Regions from separate parts of the Mus musculus genome. Here regions 2 and 3 are each linked to region 1. The links are chromatin contacts, called in public Hi-C and HiChIP or PLAC-seq maps. All regions are on one chromosome and are shown on one strand. The core of a region is the stretch at or near the end of the contact, and the rest is flanking DNA. Distances in the headings are between cores, read along the strand shown.

What was found. A called contact is a pair of places that touch in the nucleus more often than the background predicts. HiChIP or PLAC-seq counts read pairs in DNA pulled down with a chosen protein or histone mark.
Region 2: a contact with region 1 is called in an H3K27ac HiChIP or PLAC-seq map of stem cell-derived neural progenitor cells, with 2.2 times the contacts expected there. The contact joins the enhancer-like site here to the promoter of Smoc1 in region 1. A contact is called at or near these places in 5 of 39 promoter capture datasets (the HPC-7 cell line, liver, macrophages and 1 more), 8 of 484 Hi-C or Micro-C datasets (dorsal root ganglion neurons, liver, nephron progenitors and 1 more), 7 of 115 datasets of contacts at active chromatin or transcription factors (the 230-238 cell line, the SCID.adh cell line, T-cell acute lymphoblastic leukemia and 3 more) and 1 of 9 other capture datasets (adipose tissue).
Region 3: a contact with region 1 is called in a Hi-C map of double positive thymocytes, with 1.4 times the contacts expected there. The contact joins the enhancer-like site here to the promoter of Smoc1 in region 1. A contact is called at or near these places in 2 of 39 promoter capture datasets (liver and macrophages), 1 of 484 Hi-C or Micro-C datasets (double positive thymocytes), 4 of 115 datasets of contacts at active chromatin or transcription factors (the SCID.adh cell line, T-cell acute lymphoblastic leukemia, embryonic stem cells and 1 more) and 1 of 9 other capture datasets (liver).

What each region holds. Positions count from the first base shown.
Region 1 is chr12:81,025,247-81,028,188 of GRCm38.p6, reverse strand. It overlaps Smoc1 (SPARC related modular calcium binding 1), which reads right to left and starts at 1,381. Exons shown (of 13, transcript NM_022316.2): 1 at 1,031-1,381. The coding sequence starts at 1,126.
Region 2 is chr12:81,083,457-81,086,398 of GRCm38.p6, reverse strand. All of the region lies in intron 1 of Smoc1 (SPARC related modular calcium binding 1), which reads right to left. Among named protein-coding and RNA genes, the nearest start is that of Smoc1, 58 kb to the right of the region's middle. Within about 2 kb of position 1,403, at least 12 of the 459 cell types and tissues checked have an H3K27ac peak or open chromatin away from gene starts, as enhancers often do. A contact at or near this core is called in stem cell-derived neural progenitor cells, where this site is marked.
Region 3 is chr12:81,062,043-81,064,984 of GRCm38.p6, reverse strand. All of the region lies in intron 1 of Smoc1 (SPARC related modular calcium binding 1), which reads right to left. Among named protein-coding and RNA genes, the nearest start is that of Smoc1, 37 kb to the right of the region's middle. Within about 2 kb of position 1,539, at least 7 of the 459 cell types and tissues checked have an H3K27ac peak or open chromatin away from gene starts, as enhancers often do. A contact at or near this core is called in T-cell acute lymphoblastic leukemia and double positive thymocytes, where this site is marked.

The sequences.
Region 1 (2,942 bases), core at 132-2,631:
GTAATGGGGCTAGCCATCCAGGAAATGGGGCCAGAGGATATCCAGGGAAGAAAGCACAATTTGGTGGAGAAGCCAACTTCATTTGCTCAGAAGTCAAATCCTTGCTATTTTCCCAGAGAGATTCTCGCAGAATGGGAGCGGGCAAGCTGCTACCCAGAGGTCCGGCTTCTGATCTTACTGACCCTGATCCTTGCCCAGAGACTGCCTCCCTTACGTGTTGCCAAAGGAACCTCTAGGTGGTTTAACAAATACATTTTTAAGGCAGTGAAATTCTTTATTAGACCATTAGGAGGGAGCAGGGAGAACAATAATCTAGACCAGAAATGAGCACGGTGCTGCTGGTTCCCGTTTTTTTTACAATGCCCTGGACAACCCGTCCTGTGCACAGAATTGGCACATTTCGTGTGGTTCAGAAACTCCAATCAGATCAAGGTTCAACCGATCCAACCCAGGGGAGAAGTTCTTCCGAACTTCTCCACGGCTCCCTACCCCTGCCACTCCTCCAGGGCCAGGCCAGCAGGAGGGGGGCATTAAAATTATCTGCTGTGGGTTTTACGAGCAGCGATTGCTTTTTAAAACAACAACAACACAAGGTCCTTGTGTGGCTCGCGGGTAACCTAAAACTCTCTAGGCAGAGTGCCCCCCCCCGCCCCTTCTACACACACACACACACACACACACACACCCTCTGCCTGCCAAGAAAGCCAGCTCGAGGGACTGGTGCAGCGACAACATAGGGAAACTCTGCTCCAGCCAAGGCCGAGATCCCACCGACCTAGGAGGCCCAGGAGAAAAACCTCAGGAGAAGTTCGAGAAAGAAAACCCACCGGTGACAGGTCGTGGGGAGTCAGTGCTACAAGAAAAGGCGGGGAAGGAGGGGGGCAATGAAATTTTATTTCAGCAACTTCTCCAAGAGGCCTGCAAGGGACTAGACGGTAAAGTCGAGGACAAGGTCTGACACCTCCCTTCCCCCTCCTGTAGATGAGCGGCCAAGCGCAGGTGGGCGCGCGCAGCTGGGAGACGCACTTACCCTGGGGCCGGTGGTGCGGTGGCCGCCGGCCGGGGACAGCTGCACCAACACGAGCAGCAAGTGGGGCGTGAGCAGACGGACGCGCGCGGGCAGCATGGTGCCAGCGGAGCCGGGCAGCCACGAGCGGGCAGCGGGCAGGGGGGCTCAGGCTAGCTTCAAAGCACTTGGGGAGGTGGGGACCCTTGCAGCAGCTGGGAGTGGCCGAAGAGCCAGCGGCAGGGGCTGGAGGAGCCTGCGCCCGGGGTCACGGTCATGAACGGCGGAGGCCCGGAGCTGGAGTGCGAGCGTGTGCTCTGCGCGTGGCGCCTGCTGCGCTCGGCGTGGCCGCGGCGACAGCAGGTTGGATGCGGGAGCTCGGGCCATGGGAATTCCCGTTATAAACCCCGGGAGGGGAGGGGCGGGGCCCGGAGAGGCTGACTGACGGGTCGAGAGGCCTGTAGCAGCCGACCCTCCGGCAGGTGGAAGCCAATGGGAGAGAGATGAGAGGGGCGGTTCGTGGTCAGTACCCCACCCCACCCCCACCCCCACCCCCACCCCCACCCCCACCCCCCACCCCCCCAGGAGCTACACTGGCTTCCCGGCCACAGTGGGCTCCAGCAGAGGCTGGGATAAAGAGTAACTTTTTCTCAGCAAGTCCTCGCTGGGAACCTCCGCGCGCTCCAGCAGCCTCAGTCCCTCCTGAATGGTCACCTGGATAGTAAAGAAGCCTTACACACTTATCGTGTGTTAGTTCTTAGGCTTGAGTTGTCGCAACAGCTCCATGAAGCAGGCAGGGAAAATAGCTCCAAATGACCCAAAGTCCTTGAGAAATGTTTCCCGGAGGCCGCAAAATCAAGGGCAACCTGGGGAACCACCAGGTGCGGCCCACAGAGTGAGCTGCGACCTACGGGAAGAGGTATTCATTTATTTCAAAAAGAAAAAAAAAATCTCCTTACGGGTGACACCCAAGTTCCACAGCGGCTGCCTGAGATAATTCTGACGGAGGCGAACCGAAGCAGCCTAAGGTGGGTCCCCCGAGGGTCCAGTAAACTACCCCTATGGCCCTATGGTCCATGTGACCTGCGGTCAGAACCCGGGCATCTTGGCTAATCAGTCTGAACTTAAAGAACACAGGAGCAGCTTCTCTGTGGCCTAACAACGCTGGGGCGGAGGCCGGGGAGGAGAGGGCAGTCCCAGGAATCCTGGTCCCATATTGGGAGGAGGAAAGTTATGAATGGAGGAGATGGAGGAGTGTTCTGTGAGCACAGATATCCTAGAGACCTCCAAGGAGCAATTTCCTGGGAGCCCAAGCCTGGATTGTATAGGTCAGCTCTAAGCAGGCCTATCAGGTGCTAGAGCTCTTTCCATAGTGGTCCAAGAGGCCACCCTGAAAATGGTAACAGCTACATCGCATCACACACACTCACTTCAACCCAACAAAGTGTCTGCTGCCTTCCCCGCAAGAGACCCGTGATTATCTCCAAAAGTGGAACACAACTCTTCGTGCTTGATTTCCACCGGTCCAGGCCCGTCCCTTCGTGAAGAAAGATCCATTTCTCTAACCAGATTGAAATAAAGCCCAGGTTTCACAGCTCCCTGACTGCCCTGAGAGGTCCTGACAAAGATTAGCTCTGCTCCCTTCCAGCTTCTCTTCTCGATTATAAGAGCAAGCTAACCCTAACCCCCATCTGGCTGCATACAGACAGCCTTCACCCTACAGCCAGCCAGTCTTCCTGAACAACAAACCAGAATGCACCACTCTCTGTTCAAGGGGCTTTGCACCTCCCCCATCAGCCTCAGACGGGAATGTCCAGGCAAGAATAAAGGGTTCTTCAAACTAAAATGAAGCACATTTCTAAAAAAAAAAAAAGTGTCATGTCTCTCCCACCTGGACTCAGTGGCTTGATCATATTTTAGAGCCAGAACCCACCAC
Region 2 (2,942 bases), core at 154-2,653, 58 kb before region 1:
AAACAAAGCTAACTCTTCATATTTTTGAGACATGGTCAGTTTTCTCTGTGGCTCATATTTGTGTGAATACGTTTCTTTCTAATTTTGTATTACAGCGATTTTTAAGCCCACAACAGAAAGAAGTGAAAACCATTTTAAGTTCCAAAAAGTTTCAAATTAAAAAATAATAGCAACTATAGTGGAAATGGCTTCTGCTTTGCAGGCATGGTGGTGATGACTTTTAAGTAGAATGCAATGTTATTTCTGTCCTGCAATTAATTGCTATCCTAAATCTTACAATAAGTAATATTACCAGCCTAATATTTCTCTTTTATTTTTAGATCCCATAAGGATCTCTGGATTAAAGTAAGATGAAAAGACTTCATTGTGGACTGAGTGTGTAAGTCGGTGGTAGAGCATTCACCAATGTGTTGCCCTCGGTTCTGGCTCTAGTGTGGAAAAAAACAAAAGCCTTTGTCTTAAAGACATATTTTGCAGCTAGATATAGTGGTTCGTGCTTATAATCTGAGTATTCTAGGGGCTGAGCCAGGACTATACAAGTTGGAAACCAACCTGGGCAGTATAAGACATGATACCCTCCCTATATGGAAAAAAAAAGTATATTTTTTCCTTGCGTTATTCTATATATATATTTTCAATATTAAGCCTTCCTTTACACACCCTAATGCATACACCACCCAACACATGCTTATCATCACAGATTCCCCAGCGTCTGACAGGAAAGATTGGATATCTGCAAGAAGTCTGAATACCACTGCTCAGGTTTTCTCTAGTCTTTTGCAAAGGTGCATGGAGTGCATTTGAGTGGGGAGGCAGCTAAAGGTTGCTGGATATTTTCCTGTATTCCTCTCCACATTACATACTGAGGCAGTCTCTTGCTTCAACCCAGAGCTTGTCACTTCAGCCTGTCTAGCTGGCAAGCTTGCTTGCTCTGAGAATTCCCTGGCCCTGCTTCTGAGTGCCGGATTATGGGCAGGCTGCCACAGCTGCCCAGTATTTATTTGGGTGCTGAGGACCCAAACTGCATGTCATTACAAGCACTTCACCCACTGAGCCATCTCTTTAGTCTTCCCACAGTAGTCACTGACATCTTATTTCAGATTTGCTCAGATGGTCTCATGGGATGACAGATGACAAAACAGATCAGGTACCACTGGCACCTCCAACCCTTCCAGTCTGACAGGGTATCTTTGCCCTGCAACTGTCACCCCAGCCCATCACAGCTCTGGGATGGGTGTGCAGGGGAGGACTACCCCTACCATGACAGTTCTCCCCATTTTCTATCACATGTTGAAGTTCCTGGAACCACAAAGCAACCTTTAACTGAATGGTGCCAGGGTTACTGCAGTGGAAAACAAAAGTCTGAATGATCTAATCCAGCCATTGAGAAAAGGAGAAAGCTATGACTGTAAACAATGCTCTCTGTGAAGCCCAAAGAGGCACTTCTTTCCCCACTACCCAGATCCTTTCTCTTCCAACCCCAGAGGGGCAGAAGGGAGCACAGGGTTGCCAGAAATAACACCTCTGTGGAAGCCACCATCTGTATCTCAGAGGTACCCAGGGTTCCTTTATGTGGAACCATACCCAAGGCACTGAGCAACAGCACCCCAGCCTCTCTCCAGGGTATTCCACAGGAGGCTACACAGGGCAGAAGCTGGCCCAGGCTCCACATCTGCACTTCTAGACCCACCAAAAGTCCCTAGCCCGCAGGCAGACAACCTGGTAATGGGAAGTGTCCTTTCCTGAAAACTGAGCAGCACAAGGCACCCAGCCTGAGCTCAAGTATCCCAGGGGATGCAGGCGACAGGGCAACCCACTCTGGGTTGGGACCTGGAGAAGAAGCTCAGGGTTCAAAAGCATTGGCCTTGTTGAGGCTACTGTTCCTATGTGGTTCAGCTTCGCTGTTCCCTCCCCACCCCAGACCCCCTACCTCTCACACACATACCCATGATCAATAATAAGAATGAAAAGTAGGAAGAAAGCACCATCAGAATGTTGGAATCTTCAAACTGGACATTAAACCTGTTCCATGTCTTGCTCTTCCCCATCCCTTTTTGTATACAAGCTTCTATTGCTGATGTCATGTCCCCGATAGAGCTGCTCAAGGAAAAAAAATTATGAACAAGACAAGACCTAGTTAGTTAACATTGCTACTACCTCCCTCAACAGCTGGTTGCTCTCTACAAATCCTTCCCTAAGTTTAATCTAAATGCCTCACGCTATAATTTAAGCTAATTTCCTGTTGGTTAATTCACCAATTATTTCTTGGGTATACATTAGATGCCTGACCCAGGTCTTGCCTTAGGCTGTCAGAGAAGGTGACCCACCCCTCCATTCAGAAGTCGGTGCTGAGCTTAGGGAGTAGAGATCAACCTTCAAGTGCCATACACTACTTACTTCACGACTTAACTGAAGAGCCATACACTATGTACTTCATTGCTTAACGGCCCAAAATCACTGGGCTGAGGGCTGGAAGCACAAAAAGATGGGGTTGTGAAGAGATTAAGGAGCCTACAGGCAGAAGTGGGTCTCGGGTCACACCCTGAAGCACAAACGTGGCCTGTGCTTGTGGCTAAGGGGCAGAAGTTCATGTTGATGAACAGTTGTCATGAACAGAAAGGAAGATAGATGGGAAAGGGAGAGAGGGAAGGAGGGAGAGAGGGAGGGAGGGAGGGAGGGAGGGAGGGAGGGAGGGAGGCAGGGAGGGAGGGAGGCAGGGAGGGAGGCAGGGAGGGAGGGAGAGAGGGAGAAGAAGAGAAACAGGATGCTAAGGAGGGTTCACTGGTTAGAGTAGAAACTTTGAGAGATTAAAGGCCAGAGGGTCCCCAGACCAGGAGGTTGGGGTAAGAAAATCACTTACAAAACTGGTGAGTCCGGTTCTTATTCTAGACTTAGGAAAGTCTTGACCCAAAAGGAAAGAGAACACATACAAAATGGACAGT
Region 3 (2,942 bases), core at 290-2,789, 37 kb before region 1:
ATTGCATACAAACATGAAGACCTGAGTTCAAATCCCCAGCACGGACATAAAGCCAGACATACACACATCTGTAATCTCAACACTCTCACAATGAAATGGGAGGCAGAGACAGGAAAATCCCCAAAAGCTAGTTGGCCAGGTCACCGGTCATATAATAGCATTGAACAAGAGACTCTGTCTCAGACAAAGTGGAAAGCAAAGATCGACACCTGAGGTCGCCCTCCAGCTTCCATGCAGCTTCGAATTATTTACATACAGAGAAATAGCACACAAGCACATATACATACAATACGCAAACACATACACACAAGTATTGTTTTAAGTTGCAGCAAAAAGGGTCCTTGCAGCCAATTATCAGTATCATAGCACTTATGTATTAGAAATAGTCAAGCCAAGTTTAATGAGAATAAAGTTATTTTTCAAAGACCAGTCTACTGTGATTATCTGTGGTAATAAATAAATAAATAAATAAATAAATGAGAGTGATGATAGAGAGAAAAACCATTAGGGAAAAATATAATTCACCCTTGTTAAATTCTCTCTCTCTCTTTCTCTCTCTCTCTCTCTCTCTCTGTCTCTCTCTCTCCCTCTCCCTCTCCCTCTCTTTCTCCTTCTCTCTCTATCTCTCATTCTCCTTCTCTCTCTGTCTCTCTGTCTCTCTCTCTGTCTCTCTCTCTCTCTCTCTCTCTCTTTCTCATGAGTCACATGTAAAAATAAAAATACTAACTCCTTATTTGGAGAGGTTTACTTTACCCTTAAACAGAATAAGATCTTTAAGTCTTCTAGTTCCCACACAATCCACTTTTTCCCTTCCCTCTGACTTGAAATTACTGAAAATAAAGCTACCCTTGCCTGGACCAATGGAAGCTGAAGCTGGATAGCTCGATATGGGCTGCAGAAAATCAGCCCAAATTATGTGTGGATAAGCGTCATGTCTGCTGATATACAGAGTGCTCAGAAAGTTCACCAGGAATTTTTTTTCCTACTGCCTCGCCTTCCCTTGTTCCAATTGAAGATGCTTGGAGCTTAGCATCTAGAAATCTCTCAGCTGGCTGCCCTACCAACTGAGAAAGTACAGGTTGCTCCAAACATTAACTTTTGTTTCCATAGAAATGCTTCTATGTAAACAGTGTTTGCTTGCACCATAGAGAATTGTACTCTGGATGGAAACCCACCTGCAGCCCCATTTCCTGAAGCCAACACAGCTGCACAGCGGGGGTGACCCACCCCCAAGCCTCTTGGCTTCTGACCTGGTTTCTCTCCACAGATGCATCTGAATGTCTAAGGTGCAGAACTTCCAGGGAGCTTCAGACATGAAGGACTTAAGGAAAGGTAACCCCAGAGTATATCACCTGAAATTTCAAACTGAGAGCGGTTGGGGAACAGTCAGTCCAGGGAGGGGCTTCCTCTGGACTTCTCTTATCTGTCTGGAAACAGAACCTTTAAATGGAGTGTAATTGTCATGAACTCTGCCATAATGGGGAAGATGAAACAAACCAGAAAGGCAGGCAGAGGTAAGCATCACTCCAGCTGTTCCCGACCAACTGTCACCTGTGCTCTGCGGGCCCATTCGCCTTTTACCGGAAGTTGCCTACAAGCTGCAGTGAGGATAAAGAAGTGTCTATGTCTTCCCTCATTTATTTAACCTAGTATATCTCAGGGGCGTAATTAATTCATACTTTTTTTCCTCCCATCAACCTGCCTGCTGTCAGCTTAATCTGTACCCATAAAGGATAGAGAAAAAGTTCTCTCTCCTCTATAGCTCCGAAGGCTTTATCACAATTGGAAACATGAAACTATCTCTTAGGAGTTGGGGGAGACAAAATAAGTCTGCTGCAGTCAGTGAAAAAGATGTGGAGGGTTGTTTGGTTTTGTTTTTGTTTTTTTCCTTGCTTTAGGTGCTATTAAAAATTCACACAGAGATGCTGAGTGAGAAGTTAAATATGTTTGTATGAGTACATTCTGATTAGAGACATAAATTGAGACAATTTTGTATTCAAAATTATTCAAAACACAAAGACAATAAAGATGTAGAGCCATGGTTCTCAACTGTGGGAAGCACCCCCTTTTCACAGGGGTCACCTAAGACTATCTGCATATCAGTTAGTTACATTAAGATTCATAGCAGTAGCAGAATTATAGTTATGAAGTAGCAATGAAAAAGGTCTATGGCTTGGGGTCACTACAACATGAGGAACTGTATTAAAGAGTCACAGTGTTAAGAAGATTGAGAGGCACTGGAGTGGAGACTTCCAGAGACTGACTCAGAAGAACACCAATATTAATAGATGGAAAACTTTAAGTGGTGGAAGACACAGGAGGGAATCCCAATATTTAGAGGAGAGAGCAATCAGGAGAAACCAAGAAACAAGGAAGAATCAGGAGAAGAGGAGGAATCAGCAAATGAAACTATCGAGGAATATTCCGGAAGGTCAGAGGAGAACCAAGGACGTGATGTGTCTGAAAGTGAGAAGGTGCAGGCCTTGGCTGTGTCACATGCCACCTCAGGTCCAGAACACTGAGCTCCGACCGCTGACTACGGCCATAACCAGCTTAGAAGTCACATGTGACACTAGAAAGCTGTTTCAGGAAAAAAGTTTGATAGGTTTGAGGTAAGACAGAAGCAAGAGATCATGAGAAATGAGTTGGGACAGACAGTTGAGAGAGTTGCCTGTCAAAGGAGCAGAGAAATTAGAGGGCCACAAGAAAGTAACACAGGAGAAATTAAAGCAGATTGGTCCAGTAAGGGGTGGGAGGGAGTGCTAGCACAGGCAGTAGGGATGGGCTACAGACGATTCTGTGCTGGATTCTGTGCAGAGCACAAGAGATAGCCCCATCACAAAAGCCTAAGGGGTAGAGGTTGAAGCAGCATCTGGTCACCCACGGTGAGGGGAAGACTTAGATGGAGAGGTTCAGACATGCAGTGATGCCAGCTTACATAA